Linked DNA regions of Sus scrofa: all the other regions are linked to region 1. Evidence: chromatin contacts called from public Hi-C data. All regions are on one chromosome and are shown on one strand. The core of a region is the stretch at or near the end of the contact, and the rest is flanking DNA. Distances in the headings are between cores, read along the strand shown. Region 1 overlaps PTPN14 (tyrosine-protein phosphatase non-receptor type 14). Region 2 overlaps PTPN14 (tyrosine-protein phosphatase non-receptor type 14). Region 3 has its middle 17 kb from the start of CENPF.

Evidence for each region. Hi-C and Micro-C count contacts between places; a contact is called where the count stands out from the background.
Region 2: a Hi-C map of liver shows a contact between it and region 1, with 1.5 times the contacts expected there. The contact joins two enhancer-like sites. A contact is called at or near these places in 1 of 5 promoter capture datasets (liver) and 6 of 47 Hi-C or Micro-C datasets (epiblast stem cells, liver and skeletal muscle).
Region 3: a contact with region 1 is called in a Hi-C map of liver, with 2.1 times the contacts expected there. The contact joins two enhancer-like sites. A contact is called at or near these places in 7 of 47 Hi-C or Micro-C datasets (embryonic fibroblasts, epiblast stem cells, liver and 1 more) and 1 of 2 datasets of contacts at active chromatin or transcription factors (skeletal muscle).

Annotation. Positions count from the first base shown.
Region 1 is chr9:129,121,981-129,126,876 of Sscrofa11.1, forward strand. It overlaps PTPN14 (tyrosine-protein phosphatase non-receptor type 14), which reads left to right. Exons shown (of 21, transcript XM_003130398.6): 3 at 4,489-4,813. The coding sequence starts at 4,640. Among named protein-coding and RNA genes, the nearest start is that of PTPN14, 9.8 kb to the left of the region's middle. Within about 2 kb of position 2,346, at least 5 of the 83 cell types and tissues checked have an H3K27ac peak or open chromatin away from gene starts, as enhancers often do. A contact at or near this core is called in liver, where this site is marked.
Region 2 is chr9:129,224,893-129,229,788 of Sscrofa11.1, forward strand. PTPN14 (tyrosine-protein phosphatase non-receptor type 14) reads left to right here. Exons shown (of 21, transcript XM_003130398.6): 18 at 2,321-2,449. Among named protein-coding and RNA genes, the nearest start is that of SMYD2, 89 kb to the right of the region's middle. Within about 2 kb of position 2,864, at least 10 of the 83 cell types and tissues checked have an H3K27ac peak or open chromatin away from gene starts, as enhancers often do. A contact at or near this core is called in liver, where this site is marked.
Region 3 is chr9:129,026,377-129,031,272 of Sscrofa11.1, forward strand. No RefSeq gene overlaps it. Among named protein-coding and RNA genes, the nearest start is that of CENPF, 17 kb to the left of the region's middle. Within about 2 kb of position 2,120, at least 13 of the 83 cell types and tissues checked have an H3K27ac peak or open chromatin away from gene starts, as enhancers often do. A contact at or near this core is called in liver, where this site is marked.

The sequences.
Region 1 (4,896 bases), core at 1,096-3,595:
ACAAAGCTCAGGTCCTCGGAGACCACAGGGCTGAACCAGACAGAGATCTTTCCCTTCAGGATTCTCATTGGGAGCCAAGATGCCTATGGGAGCTCTTCCTGTGCCAGAGAGACTGGATGTGCCAGCAGCTATAGAGACACAGCCAAGGGGACTCTAAGAACAAAGGCGGTTTAGAATCAATTTTCTACAAAAAAACAAAGAGACCCGTTGTCAAGACCAGACACTGTATGCATGTGATTGACTGAGAGAGAGAGAAGTCTTCTGACTCCCTGAGGATGGGCTTGTAATGGGACATTTTGCCTAATGACTGGTTCCTTTCTGCTCCAGGTGTCGCGGTCTGGGGAGGGCCCGGTAGCTGTGCTGGAGAGCAGCGTGGTCCCGTGTTACACGTGGTCAGGTTTCCCTGTGGAATTCTCATTGCTTCACATTACACCATGTATTCTTTGTTTTGCCTGTTTTAGGCTTCGTCCGCAGCAGGTGGTAAGATGCCCAAGTCCTTTGCACACCTTCTCTGCCGTCCTTTGAGCAGACCCAGCTCACCATGAGGGCTTAGGAAAGGAAGGGAACGCGCCCACCCTTACTGAGTACCCCGCCCCCCAAGCACTTTCTCACGGATGCCTCACCACCACCCTGGGTGGGTCTTATCTTTCTAGATGAATAAACTGAGGCTGAGCCAGGCTAAGTAACTCCGCCCTCACTCCAGGCCTCTCTGGGTAAATGCAGTTCTCACACCAAAGTTCGCACATGTTCTGTTTCCTGAGGTTAAACTTTGGTTCTTAGAACCACTCAGCTCATTTGGAGCCCCTCTCCTTCCATCCAGTGAGTCCTCAATATATCCTGAAGCCGTTCTCCTACATAACCATGATTTCACTATTAAGAACAGAGGAAGAATTCACGGTGAACAGTCACGTCGTCTCACTTCTCCTCGCTCTTTCGAATTTCCCTAATGGTCTCTCTCTCTCTCTCTCTTTTAAATTTTAGTGGCGTGTAGGTGACTTACAGTGTTATGTTAGTTTTAGGTGTACAACAGAGCGAATCAGCCATTCACATACACATACATATCGATTCTTTTTCAGGTTCTTTCCCCGCATAGGCTATCACAGAGCGTTGAATAGGCTTCCCTGTGGTCTCATGTGTTTGTAACTTAGGGTTCAACATTGCATTTTGTTTTTCTAACTCCACAATTTCTGTTACTCTAGAGCAGCCTGCCTCCAATCCCCCTGTTCAGTTTTTGTTTCATGATGCTGACTTTTACTGGGACTGGACCAGTTTTCTTATAACCTTTTGTTGATACCTTGCTTGGCAAGTGTCTTGCAAATGGAAGATTTTAAAAGTTCTCCAAGACTTCAAACAGTCAGGTGTTTTTCTAGGAGATGTGTTGCCAGGTTGTTAGATGTTGCACATGATAAGCTATTTTCTGTAGTTCATATATTTTATGTTGCACATGATAAGCCATCTTCTGTAGTTTATGTATTTTAAACTAATCTTTATTTACAAAGGTAAGACAGTGGTCAAATGTTAGAATAACTCACAAATACAGTTGGCACTTCCACAGGTTCCATGTATGCGGAGTCAGCCAACCTGAGATTTTAAAAAATTGAAGAAAAAAAAATTCCAGAAAGTTCCAAAAAGCAAAACTTGAATTTGCCATCAACCAACCTTGGATTACAAAAAATTTTGGAGAAAAAGATTCTAGAACGTTCCAAGAAAGAACACTTGGAATTTGCCATGCTGGCCAACTGTTTACATTATATTATTGTAAATAATCTAAAGATGAATTAAGTGTCCGGAATAGGTTCTGTGCAAACATGGTGCCATTTTATATAAGGGATTTGAGCCTCCATCAAGTTTGGGGATCCTGGAACCAATCTCTTGCAGGATGAGGGATGATTGTACATAAAATATGAAGTGAGAATTCTATTAAATACCTCTGCTACGTAGCCCTGAGATAACAATTATTTTGGTGAACTTACATTCTTTCCCATTTATTTGTGTGTTTTTGTTTATTTATTATACAAACTGTGATCGTCTTTGCATGTTGTGCAGTTTACTTTTAATCTCAGTAACTGGTTTGGGGACTGTGCACTATTTCTAGTCGTGGCTGGGATAAGTGTGCACCAAGCCAGCCACATTCCTTCCTAGGTGTTCCAGATGAGACACACCTAGAGGTAAAGTGCCCGGCCCAGGATGAGAAATGTGACTTGTGCCCACAGAGCAAATACTTTTCTCTCTTTCAGGCTCCCTGGCTATTACTGGTATTGAGTCTTGGTGTCGTCTGCCCTGGGCTCCAGCACATTGAGGGAGTTTGTGAGCCGGAAACTCTTAAGGGCTCTGTATTGAAATCCTGGTATTCTGGAGTTCCTGTCATGGGTCAGTGGTTAACGAGCCTGACTAGTATGCGTGAGGACGCGGGTTTGGTCCCTGGCCTCGCTCAGTGGGTTAAGGTCGTTACCCTGAGCCATGGTGTCGGTCACAGATGTGGCTCAGATCCCACGTTGCTGTGGCTGTGAGTAGGCCAGCAGCTGTAGCTCCGATGGGACACCAGCCTGGGAACCTCCATATGCCATGGGTGTGGCCCTAAAAAGACAAAAGACACACACACAAAAATTCTGATATGCTTTTTTACTTTTTTTTTTTTTTTCCCTTTTTGGGTGGGTCCCTCCCTATTTTTTTTTTTTTTTTTTTTTTTCTGCTGATATCAGGAGATCATCAGGTCAGCCTCTCTTGGAGGTAAACACGATACTCTGCCAGCACAAAGTGATTTAGAAATGCTCATCTATTTACCAAGCCCAAGTCTCTAGCCTATGTCTTTTAAGCTTCATAAAACAAGTACCTGTCACACTAAGGAATGTGCCGAGGGCAGGCATCAAAGACTGGCCAAGGGAGCCGGCCGGGGAGTGTGTTTTGCTGTGTTGTAGGGTTGTGTCCTGACAACCTCCGGGAAGCCTGGGGTACTGACAGGGAGTGGTTTTGAAATAGTGAAGCCGTTTGATTAACTCGGAATTCCTTCAAGTCATTATTCCTGCCTGTCCATTCAGGTGTCAGAGGGCTCAGAGGTGATTCTGGGGATGGAGGCCATCAAGGCTGCCTGACTTAGGGGATCAGGTTAACAGAACAATCTTATGAGCCAGAGATGGTCCTTTGCACTTCATGGAGAACAGAAAGTTGAACAGAGAGATTGTGTGGACATGTCTGGCTTCTTTGGAAGATACGTTTAAGGAGCCTCCTGGGGAGACTGTTGTTGGCCCAGGGCTAAATGCTAAAGCTGCTTGTGTGGTTGGTATTTTATTCTTGTGTTCTCCATGGCAATAATGTCATTTCTGGCATTTGGTGGGACAGCAGGGTGGCAGTAACTCTCCTTATTAGTTAACGTATCTGTGATTTGGTGATGGGCTTTTGCATCAAGCATCTTGTAAAGAAGCAAAATGATGGTCGTGTGGTTACCCACCCTGTCTTAAATATTTGGTGAAAAAAGATAAAGTGTCGTAATTTTTTAAGTGCGTTAAATAGAATTCATGTGTTAGAAATTTTTTTTATAAGTTAGAAAGTTGCTGACTAGTTAATCATTAATTACTCATTTATAATTAATAACTAAATGTGTATCCACTCCATTGTCTATCATCCAGTCTAATATAATGAAAAAGAAAGTGTAAATGTTAAAAATAAGGGCAAATGATATTAATGAAAGGAAAGAGGCAGTATTGTAAAGAGTAAGGAGGAACAAAATCAGATTTTAAGTTCAGGATCCGCGAGTTGCTTAAATTATTGAACCCCACTTTCTCTGTCTGTAAAATAGGGATCATATAGTCTACACCAGAGGGTTATTAGTGAGGTTGAAATGAGGTAATGTATTTAAAAATTAAAAAAAAACGACAACAAATTCCACTCCTGCATTCCTTTTTTTTTTTTAAGGGCTGCACTTCTGTGGCTTGTGGAGGTTCCCAGGCTAGGGGTCTAATTGGAGCTGGAGCTGCCAGCCTAGGCCACAGCCACAGCCACGCCAGATCCGAGCCGCGTCTGCAACCTACACCACAGCTCACGGCAACGCTGGATCCTTAACCCACTGAGCAAGGCCAGGGATTGAAACCGCAACCTCATGGTTCCTAGTCATATTCGTTTCTGCTGTGCCACGACAGCAACTCCCACTCCTGCTTTCTTGAGCAGCCGGGAAAAAAAGAACAGTGAAAAAAGCATGTGAATCAGAGTCACAGAGATACTGGTTTGGATGCTGGCTTTGCCGTGTGCATTCTTGGCTGAGTCCTTTTAATCTCTGAGCCTCAGTTTCTCTGGACATAAAGTGGATCTTAGATCACCTTTATAAGGTCAAAAGCGTGAGCTCCACCAAGATGCTTGGGAATGACAGAGTCCGCTGGCTCTGACTCTGGATGCTCATCCGGCCGGGTGTGTGCTTGTGTGGGGGAGTGTGTGCTCTGCCGCCTAGAGCTTCCCTTCCAGCCGATGACCCTGCTGCTGCTTCTCTGTTTGCAGCGACCCTCCGGAGCGCCACGCCGGGCATGGACGCCTTCTGCACCCGGAGGAGCACAGGTGGTAGTGTCGTCGCCCCATCACGAAGCTGCTGAGGCCATCGCAGGGGCGTGGGTGCCAGGACAGGAGGGCAGCGCCCCAGGGCCACAGAGCCATGCCTTTCGGCCTGAAGCTGCGCCGGACTCGGCGCTACAATGTCCTGAGCAAGAACTGCTTTGTCACCCGCATCCGCCTGCTGGACAGCAATGTCATCGAGTGCACGCTGTCGGTGGAGAGCACAGGGCAGGAGTGTCTGGAGGCGGTGGCCCAGAGGCTGGAGTTGCGGGAGGTAAGCGTGCATGTGAGGTGGGTGGCTGTGCCAGAACGCACCCGGGGACCAGCCGCCTTCTCTGGGCACCTGCCAGGCTTTTT
Region 2 (4,896 bases), core at 1,614-4,113, 100 kb after region 1:
ATGATGTGTGTTTTTCTCTTATATCTGAGAATGAGAACTAAAACAATAAAAACTGAGCCCCAGGAAACTTCGAAGGACACTGACCGTGGTGCGTTTCCTGGGCTTAGTTTAGATGACGAAACAAGGACCAAAATAATGTCTTCCAACGAAGAGGCAGATCACACAGCTGCTTCTTGCTGGAGTGTCTGCAGAAATCTTCCACAGCTATAAATATACGATCTTCTTCCTTTGGCCAAATCGCCGCCCCCATTTTCCATCTGCTCTCTGGAAAAAGCTGTCACTCCGTGTGCGCGGTACCCACGGGTGTGTTAGCAGACATGTCCCTTCCTCCACATTCGCCAGCGTCCGCATTTCATCCTGTGGATCCGGATTAGACAGGAGTGCATTTAATAGACCCAGAGAGCTTGCAAGAACTTGTCCTCGTGTTTTTGGAATAGGGCTGTATATCTCGCCAATGTTTTCTCCCTGGGTTCCAAGCAGCCGTTAACACAGAACAGAGATTTATTTGCTCCAGAGGTAGAATCACATCTGCGAAATCTACCTCGGTAGCATTGGCAGTGGTGTTTTTAATGCCGTTTTTAATACCCTCCTGTCAATACTTGGAATATGCTGAAAAGCCCCAGGCAGCAGCATGCTCTGGAAGTATTTATGGTTCCTATATGTTGGGTGCCAGGGAGGCGAATGTTTAAAATCACAATTCCACAGATAAGCCAAACTCCTAGCCAGCCAACAAATATGTGAATGTTATCTCCCACCAGTACTTGGAAAATGGGTTTCGCTTGCCAGCTTTGACCTAAACATGTCTTGTGTAATGAGACAATAACTGACATTGTTTTTGTTCAAATCAAGTTAGTATATTGTTTCATAAAATAAATGAGGGGAAAAGTTCCGACCAGCGATCACTCCATTACCCCTAGAACTGTCTAGAGTAAGGGAGCCTGCTTGGCAATGTCCAGGCACAAGAACGAGGGAAACCTGGAAAGGTCCCTCCAAGGGCCACCTTGTCATCCTGATCGCACGACCTTCAGCATGTGGGGCACAACTTATCAGGGAGTCTCTGCTGTGGCTATTTATAGCTACAGAGTTATCCTCCCAGGATCACCCTGAGCTGCACGGGGTAATGATTTCATCCAAAATCCTCTTAGGACGCCAGAGTTCCCCTGGACGCTGTGGGGCTGCACGGGGGGAAGGTAATGATAAAATAGCATAGACCATCGGCTTGCGTGCCTTCATCGTGCCTCTCCTGGACGTGGCACTCACAGAGTGGCAGGTACAGCAGAGATTTATGACACACACATATCAGGGCAGTGATAGAAAGACATTACTCCCAAAGGGGTGTTATTCCATAGTAGACGTTTTAAAGGATGCCATGGCGTATCGTTTCTCAAACTGTGAACCACACTGTGGTTGTTGGGTGTGAAATCAATTTAGCCGTCAGGAGCAGTTTGGGTTTTGCCGTCTTTTGTTTTGTTTGTTATTCATTCATTCATTTATTTATTTATATTTTTTGTCTTTTGTCTTTTTAGGGCCACACCCGCAGCATATGGAGGTTCCCAGGCTATGGGGTCTAATCGGAGCTATGGCTGCCGGCCTACGCCAGAGCCACAGCAACGCGGGATCCGAGCCACGTCTGCAACCTACACCACAGCTCACGGCAACGCCGGATCCTTAACCCCCTGAGCAAGACCAGGGATTGAACCCGCAACCTCATGGTTGCTAATCGATTCATTTCCGCTGTGCCACAATGGGAACTCCTGTTTTGTTTTTAATGGAATAGACTAGAAAAAAGAGAAAAGAATGGCAGTTATCAGTACATTGCACATTGGAAACATAACTTACTTCTGTAACAAATTGTTAGGTTGTACACACATATATGCATGTAATATTGTGTATGTAGGTGTGTGTGTGTGTGTGTGTGTGTGTTGTTGTTGTTGTTGTTTTTTGGGCCAGTGGCTTGATGTGGGATCTCAGTTCCCAGACCAGGGATTGAACCTGGGCCTTAGAGGTGAAATCCCTGAATCCTAACCATTACACCACCAGGCAACTCCCACATATATATGTTTTTTGGTGTGCGCTCGTTTGCACATAATTACTGTGGGTTTCAGACCAAAAATGATGAGATATATTTTAATAAACTTAAGTGGCAAAAAGTATAAGAATGTGTCACTAGCCATCATGGTCTCAGGTTTCTTAGTGATAACACATTTGGTCTAAAAAAATACTATCTGAGGTTTTTAGGTGGATGCAAAAGGACCCAGGGTCAGCAAGTAAGTCTGTCCTGGATTTGGGGTTATTCACCAGTGCTTTCCTTGGTTTCCAGGTGGTGGTTGGTGGGGCAGAATGGCACTACATCGCCACTCAGGGGCCCCTGCCACACACATGCCATGACTTCTGGCAGATGGTGTGGGAACAGGGAGCCAACGTGATCGCCATGGTCACCGCGGAGGAGGTAAGGGGAATGGCCGCACAGCCATCTGTCCCTTGGGGGGGGGGGGCAAAAGATGGGCTTTGTGTCAGCGGCTTTGCTGTCCCCTCCTTCCTGCCCCACCTTTTCTCTGCAAACCCTCTTCTCTCTGATCTGCCTCTTTTTTCATTCCTTCCTTCCATATAGCTTTGTTTTTTTCTCCAAAGGTAATTGATTGTTGTGTCCCATTTTCATCCAGCTTTTAAGGCTTATCCTTAGATCACCATGAGCTAAAATCAAACAAGTAAACAAACACACAAAAACGAACCAGCTATCAGTTCAGCCAGCTCACTTGTATATGCCAAACAAAGCACTGATCTTTGCACTGGAGTTCGAGAACTTTGGGCGGCTCTGGATAATCCGGCATGTATGCCCAGGCACGGCCAGCTCACATGCCATCCTGCTTATCAGCTGAAAAGAGACCAGAAGTGGTTGTTCCTGTAGAAGCCTCTATTCTCTGGGGAGAGGAGGGAAAAAAATCTTTTTCTTCCTTTGCCAAGTCAAACATAAATTTTCGCTGGTAACTAGAGAACTCTCTGTGGTGTTACAAAAACTGGCATATACAACCAGTCATCCTAGCAGTTTGCTTGGAGTTTGCTGTCTTTAGGAGAAGTTTTGTGTTTCTTCTCTTGTCAGGTTTTTTTTTTTTTTTTTTTTTTTTTTTAGATTTTAACCACTTCCTTTTGTTTCTTTCATTAAATTTTATTTTCTTTTATGGCTGCACCTGTGGCATATGGAAATTCCCAGGCCAGGGGTCATATTAGAGCTACATCTGTGACCTACGCTGCAGCTTGTGGCAATGCCAGATCCTGAGTGAGCCCAGGGATCAAACCCACCTCCTCATGGGCACTGTGTCAGGTTCTTAACCCACTGAGCCACAACAGGAACTCCTTTCATTAAATTTTAACCTATGTTTTAAAGTCATTTAAGGGACAAGCTTCATCCTTCTTTTAAACCATACTGATAGTATTGCATACCTGTTTCCTAACAATTTTTAAAGGGTAGGGAATAGAAAGAAGTGAAAAAAAGTAATCTTCCTTTTATGGACTATTCTGAACAGGTGCTTTCCAGAACAACCCATTAGAAGGTAGTGGTGAGAGGACTTGGGCTCTATAAAGCCCATTATACTTCTCTAGGCTGATTTTCTATCCCACCTTCCCACAGAGAGTAAATGCTGCTTAAAAATCCTAGTTTTCTGGAGTTCCTATTGCGGCCCAGCGTAACAAACCCGTGAGGATGTGGGTTTGATCCCTGGCACTGCTCAGTGGGTTAAGGATCTGGCATTGCCATGAGCTGTGGGGTAGGTCATGGATCTGGCTCAGATCTGGTGTTGCTCTGATATAGGCAGCAGCTATAGTTCCAGTTTAACCCCTAGCCTGGGAACTTCCATATGCCAGGGATGCAGCCCTAAAAAGCAAAGCAAAACAAAAGAAAACTCAGTTTTCTTACTTTATTGAATTGCATCCGTGGAAGAGATGCATTCAACTTAATACAGTGTACCTACATCTGCGCTGCCCCCAGGGGTGTGGTGGTAAACACAACAGGCCTGATCCTTGTCCCCAGAGAGCCTGCATCTTAGAGGGATTTACAGTGCAAAGCGGAGAAATAAAGGCAGCTCAGAGACGGCTAAGTGCTGTGGGGAAAATGGAGCCAGGCAATGGGATGGGGGGAGCACTGGGGCGGGGGTTACTTCAGATGAGATGGCAGCCCAGGGCCCTCTGAGGAGGCTGCATATGAGCTGAAACCTGCATGACAAGAAGGGGCCAGGCTTCGGCACACAAAGTCCAGCGATCTGGGAGGCAGCTGAGGCTTCCAGTCTTTTGAAATCTGTGATTGATTTCGATACTCAGCAGTGGCATAGATTAAAGGCCTAAGATAAACCTGCTTTTCCCAGGATTATTAAATAAAAGAGGCAGGGGGCTTCTAACTTAAGAAGACTCCGTTCAACCAGAAGACTCAGGGAAGATTCCTTGTGCCACCCGAAGATGTGTCGCTTTGTGTGTGTGAGTGGGTCAGCTGGCGGGGCGCCTCTGGAGAGCAAGCCCCCGCCCCAGCCCTTGCCACCCACTCCCCCAGCTCTGTACCCTCCGCTCTTGTCTCCACCTGTGTCCTGCCCTGAGCCCTCTTCTAAGCCACCATCGCTCCACCCGCACCCCCACTCCTGTAATCGCAAAACCACGGAGGATCCCGTTTTGTAAATGGTCAAGCATGCACATCCTCAGAAAAGATTATCAAATCGAGGGAGTGAGGAAGGGGGCCTGGCCAGTTTCCTCCTGCCTCAGTGGTCAGTGGAACTAAAACAACGAGTGAGGCTGAAAAACGTGAGACTGACACTAGAGGATGGAGCCCGTGTCCGCGGTCCATGGGGTGTAGCGGAGGGAGCCCAGGGCTGACGGTGGAGAATGAGAAGTGGGACCTAGAATGATGACCGG
Region 3 (4,896 bases), core at 870-3,369, 96 kb before region 1:
AAGAAAAGAAATCATGCATACGGGGCCCCTGAGCCAAGATTTCAGAAAAAGTACTCTTCAGGAGTTCCCGTCGTGGCGCAGTGGTTAATGAATGTGACTAAGAACCATGAGGTTGCGGGTTCGATCCCTGGCCTCACTCAGTGGGTTAAGAATCCTGTGTTGCAGTGAGCCGTGATGTAGGTCATAGACACGGCTCGGATCTGGAGTTGCTGAGGCTGTGGTGTAGGCTGGCAGCCGTAGCTCCAATTAGACCCCTAGCCTGGGAACCTCCATGTGCACCAGGTGCGGCCCTAAAAAGACAAAAGACAAAATAAAACAAAGGACTCTTCACTGTGTACTGGATACAAAATAGAGGGCAGCTTTTATGGCCCCTTATATTCCAGTCCTCACTTCTCAAACCAGAAAAGCCTGAGATAAATGTCGTATGAGGGTCCCTTCCTCCTCCTTTCTCCCAAGGGGAGCCCTGACTTGGGTTCTTCACATCCTCAACCTGAAAACCACTCCCGCCTGCAAGAGCTGATGCAGTGTTCGAACAGCCTCCAGAGAGTGCCTGATTTTATAGGAATGGAGTTCCCCAAATATCCACCCAAAAAGGTGAGCACTGATGCTGAATGCCTAGCCCCACGCTAGGCACAAGTAAGTTTCAAGGAATTTATGTGGAAACTGTGAACAATGGATCACAGGGCCTCCAAAAGGTGGAAACTCATCTGAGTGTACTCGCCCAGCTATGTGATGAGAGACAGTCCTCAGGAGGGAAGGGGAGAGAAAAAGTGGGAAAAGAACCTTTGCCTTTTTGCCCCGTCCAGGAGCGGAGAGGTGAGTTGAAGTACAAATGAACCACAGATGAGCTAAGGACCACTGTGTATTCCTGTCTCCTTTGCCGCTTGGAAATTAAAGGAGGAAGAACTGTAGGCACCACGCCATCCTCTTAGCTGGTATCACCTAGCCAGATGCCTGGGAGATAAAAGGTATAAAATTACCCCCTTATATTTTCCCTCCAAGGAGATTTCGCTTCTGGGATCCTAGCACCAGAAAATAGAAACCCTTGGCTACTTAACAAACAGGTAACCAACACTTTTTAGATTTGCGTGTGCTTCTTGAATTACCAAGAGAAATGTATGATTTCACACAAAGTCAAAGATGACAGATGATGTGTTCAGGACGTATACAGGTGATCTGGTGTCCGCAGCATCTGAAGAGTGCTTTCCTTGCCTTCTCAATTCCCCTGCTGCCTGGTAACCAGGAGGCAGCGCAGTGCAGCGCAGGGCCACGGGTATCAAACTGAGGATCACCTCCAGGGCTTCCACCTACCACCTACCAGCCGTGGGACATCGGGCAAATTCCTCGACTTGACGGGGCTCTTATGAGGATTAAGTGAGATAATCTGTGTAAAGCTTTTAGTACCGGGCCACATGGTAAGTACTCAGAAGGGACTGTTGGTACTTACAGTTCTGGAGAGGCTAGGTCCTCTAATCACCTGTGTTTTCTGCTGGGTGAACCAAGGGGATTTTCCACCTCCTGGTTAGTTCATAAGGTATGTTAATCACAGGAAAGTTTATACGATGATGAGTTGGTGGTTGCCTAATTTGATGAGTCAGATTGTTTTCTTTTTTTCACTTCTGTGTTGAAAATAGAAATTTAGGTCAACTTTTTGCTGGAGGCAGAAAAGTTTTTTTAGGAGTTCTCCTGTGGGGCAGCGGGTTCAGGATTCGGCATTGTCACCGCAGCGGCTTGGGACACTGCTGTGGCTGGTGTTCCATCCTGGCCTGGGAACTTCCACAGGCCGAGGGTGCGGCCAAAAACAAAACATTCTTTTTATTGGGTTACCTGTCTGAAATGAGAAAGAAACCCCTTTGAATGCCTGGCTATCGACTCAGCCCCACAGCTGATATGAATAGATTTCCTTTGGGAACCTCAAGTAAGAGTCTTAGGAGAGAGTCTATGTATGGCTCTTAAGCTGGGAAACATCGATTAAAATCTAGCTTAGATTTAGTTTCTAAGGCTACCGGAATTGAGACATTTAAAGACTCAGAATACCAGGCTTCTTTGGGTGAATTTAACAGTGTGTGCTGTGAACAGCTGCACGAGAATCAAAGGTCATTACTGCCATTGCCCAGGGCTGCAGTGTCAGCAAAGGCAACCCAGCAGGAGGATGCATGTGGTGGGAATTTCGGGATGCCTAGGACCACCCAAGGTGGTCATCCCACTAAGAAGAGCTTACCTAACGCATTGCTCTAATAGGCTCTTAGGTTGCTAATAATCATATGGCCTTAATCAGCAGTAAATGAGAACCTACTTAATCAACCCACAGTCTTAAGGTAGTGTGAAGTAACAAGAAAAGTGAACTGCTACTAAGTGGCATTACTCTGACAAGACTGGCATATTTTCATTTTCCCAGTGTTCTCTTCTGTGCATGAAACTGGGTTCTGGGCTTAATAACCCTCAGCCATAAAGTACTGTAACATGTTAGTTCATGCTGGGTGGCAACAGGTTTGTTTTTCATGATTATGTAATCTGAATTCTTCTTCCAAGAAAGGATTTGGAAATGAGCTATTAAATTGGATTGCCAGCAGACATTTGGTCTAAATGCACATCTGCATTAGCTGCATGAAACTCCGGCCCTTTCTCTCTCATGGCCCCCTACCCCTCTACAAATCTGAAAACTGCAACTCTAGTGTGGCCCATGAGAAAAACAGTCCAGCAGCTGGCCGAGGTTTACATAAAGCAGTGAAATGCCTACTAAGGATTTTTAGGTGAGGGTATTTGATCTTCCTTGGTCTTAAATAGCAACCTAATGAGCCAGGCGATCTGGGCACTCCGTACACTTGTACCCAGATTAGATTGGCTTTAAAAACTAATATAGTGTTAAAATATTGTGCAAAGGGTGCCTACTGGAGTAGGTTCAAAGACTTCAAGTGCTAGGTTGGTATTTATTGACTAAAATGCTACTTAGAAAAGAGTTCACGTTGTTCTTAATTTCCAAGACAAAGCTGAAAACCACAGCAAATAACTGCTTGGGGGTTTGCATTCCATAGTCCTGGACTCAGAGGCAAGCTTCCTGTTCCCTCTTGGCTGGCAGACCCGACCCGAAGGCCAGGCGGTGAATGGTTTGGTTCTTAGAGTTGCAGAATCTGCACCGGGTGCCAGACCAGGTGTTTTTTGTTTTTTTAAGTTCATCGTAAAGATTTGGATCTCACGGAAAGAGAACAGGAGAGCAGACTGAGTTAGGTATTTGGGCAAAGACCATCTCTTTACAAAGATCCACACACCTGAGTAGCTCCCAAAGAGGAGGGTTTCAAAATAACTGAGACCCACACTTGGAAAACGCGAATCATTCCCCGGGATCTTCTTGGTAAGATTCAGGAATTAAAAGGAAGAAAAGAAAAAGAAAAAGAACCATTCAAGATTCTCAGGCCAACAGGATTTTTATTTTTTTCCTTCTAGGGGAAATGCCAGATTTTTTTCAAGTAGTATAATTCCGTGTTTTTGTATGCAACTTGTATGCACAGTCCTATGTTTATAAGGAGCTGAAAGTCAAATGCTGAGATTTCCTCTGCTACCTTTACAGCTGGTGCTCTTACATGGGCCCAGGTCAGAACCTACAGGAAACTCTGGCTGTGCGTGTGCATGTTTGTAACAAAGAAAGGGAGAGAGAAAGATACAGATAAAGACAGGGAATTCCAGAATTGTCCTTGCAAGGAGTAGTTATGAGGCTGAATGTTCTAGTGGAAAATAAATGAAGAGAATCCTAGAACACTAGTTATTCAAATAGCATGCCCACATGAATTGCTTAGGAAAAACCATTAACCTCTTCTTCTCTGCCCCATTCTTTCAGCAATTTTAAAGGTCTTATGGCCAAAGGACAAGATCCGGAAGGGTTGGTGGTGGGGCCGGGAAGAGTTGAAGTTTAACTCAGCTGATCTGGGGGCGAATTTCCTTGGCAGTGCAAAGGCTCTCAATGAAGGATCTCTGCCAGACAGAAGCAGCGCAGGCCACGCCCGGGCCACAGCGAGGCCCGTCCCTGACCCTCCTTCAGAGAAGAGGCTTGTGTCCTTTTCTGAGGCAGCCCCTCCCTTGGGTAGACAAACAAGCCTCCTCAGTACGCATCCTCCCCCACCCCCACCAGTGTGCTCATTCCAACCTTTGTGCCCCCTTCCAACCTCTCCTTATAATTCTCTCTCCCCACCTCTTTAACCCAACCTCTCACCCCCTTCCAGGTCCAACACCAGATCCTCTAAGCATCCTTGCAAATAAAGAACGTTCCCCTGGGATGCTCTCCATCCTCTCCGCCCTCATCAGGCTGCTAATATTTTCACTGTTTCTTATAGACGCTGTAGAGACAAAAGCCCTTCTCCTTTCTTTTCTGGCTGTCCAATTCTTTCTTTTCTTCAAAAAATAAATAACCTTATGATCTCCCTGCCTGGCTTTTATCATGGTTTTCTACATCCACAGATGTAGGTGGAACATAACTGACTTCACCTGCTGTTCCATCCAGGCATAGTCTTAGTTCAGCCGAATCCACTGGAATCAACCGAGGCCCATGTTTGGCTTCGGTAAAGGTTCTCTGACATGAGAATTTAAAAGCATTCCATGGAGTTCCCGCCGTGGCACAGTGGTTAATGAATCCGACTAGGAACCATGAGGTTGCGGGTTCGGTCCCTGCCCTTGCTCAGTGGGTTGACGATCCGGCGTTGCCGTGAGCTGTGGTGTAGGTTGCAGACACGGCTCGGATCCCGCGTTGCTGTGGCTCTGGTGTAGGCCGGTGGCTACAGCTCCGATTGGACCCCTAGCCTGGGAACCTCCATATGCAGTGGGAGCGGCCCAAGAAACAGCAAAAAGACAAAAAAAAATAAAAATTAAAAAAAAAAAAAGCATTCCAAAAGAATGGAAGCTCTT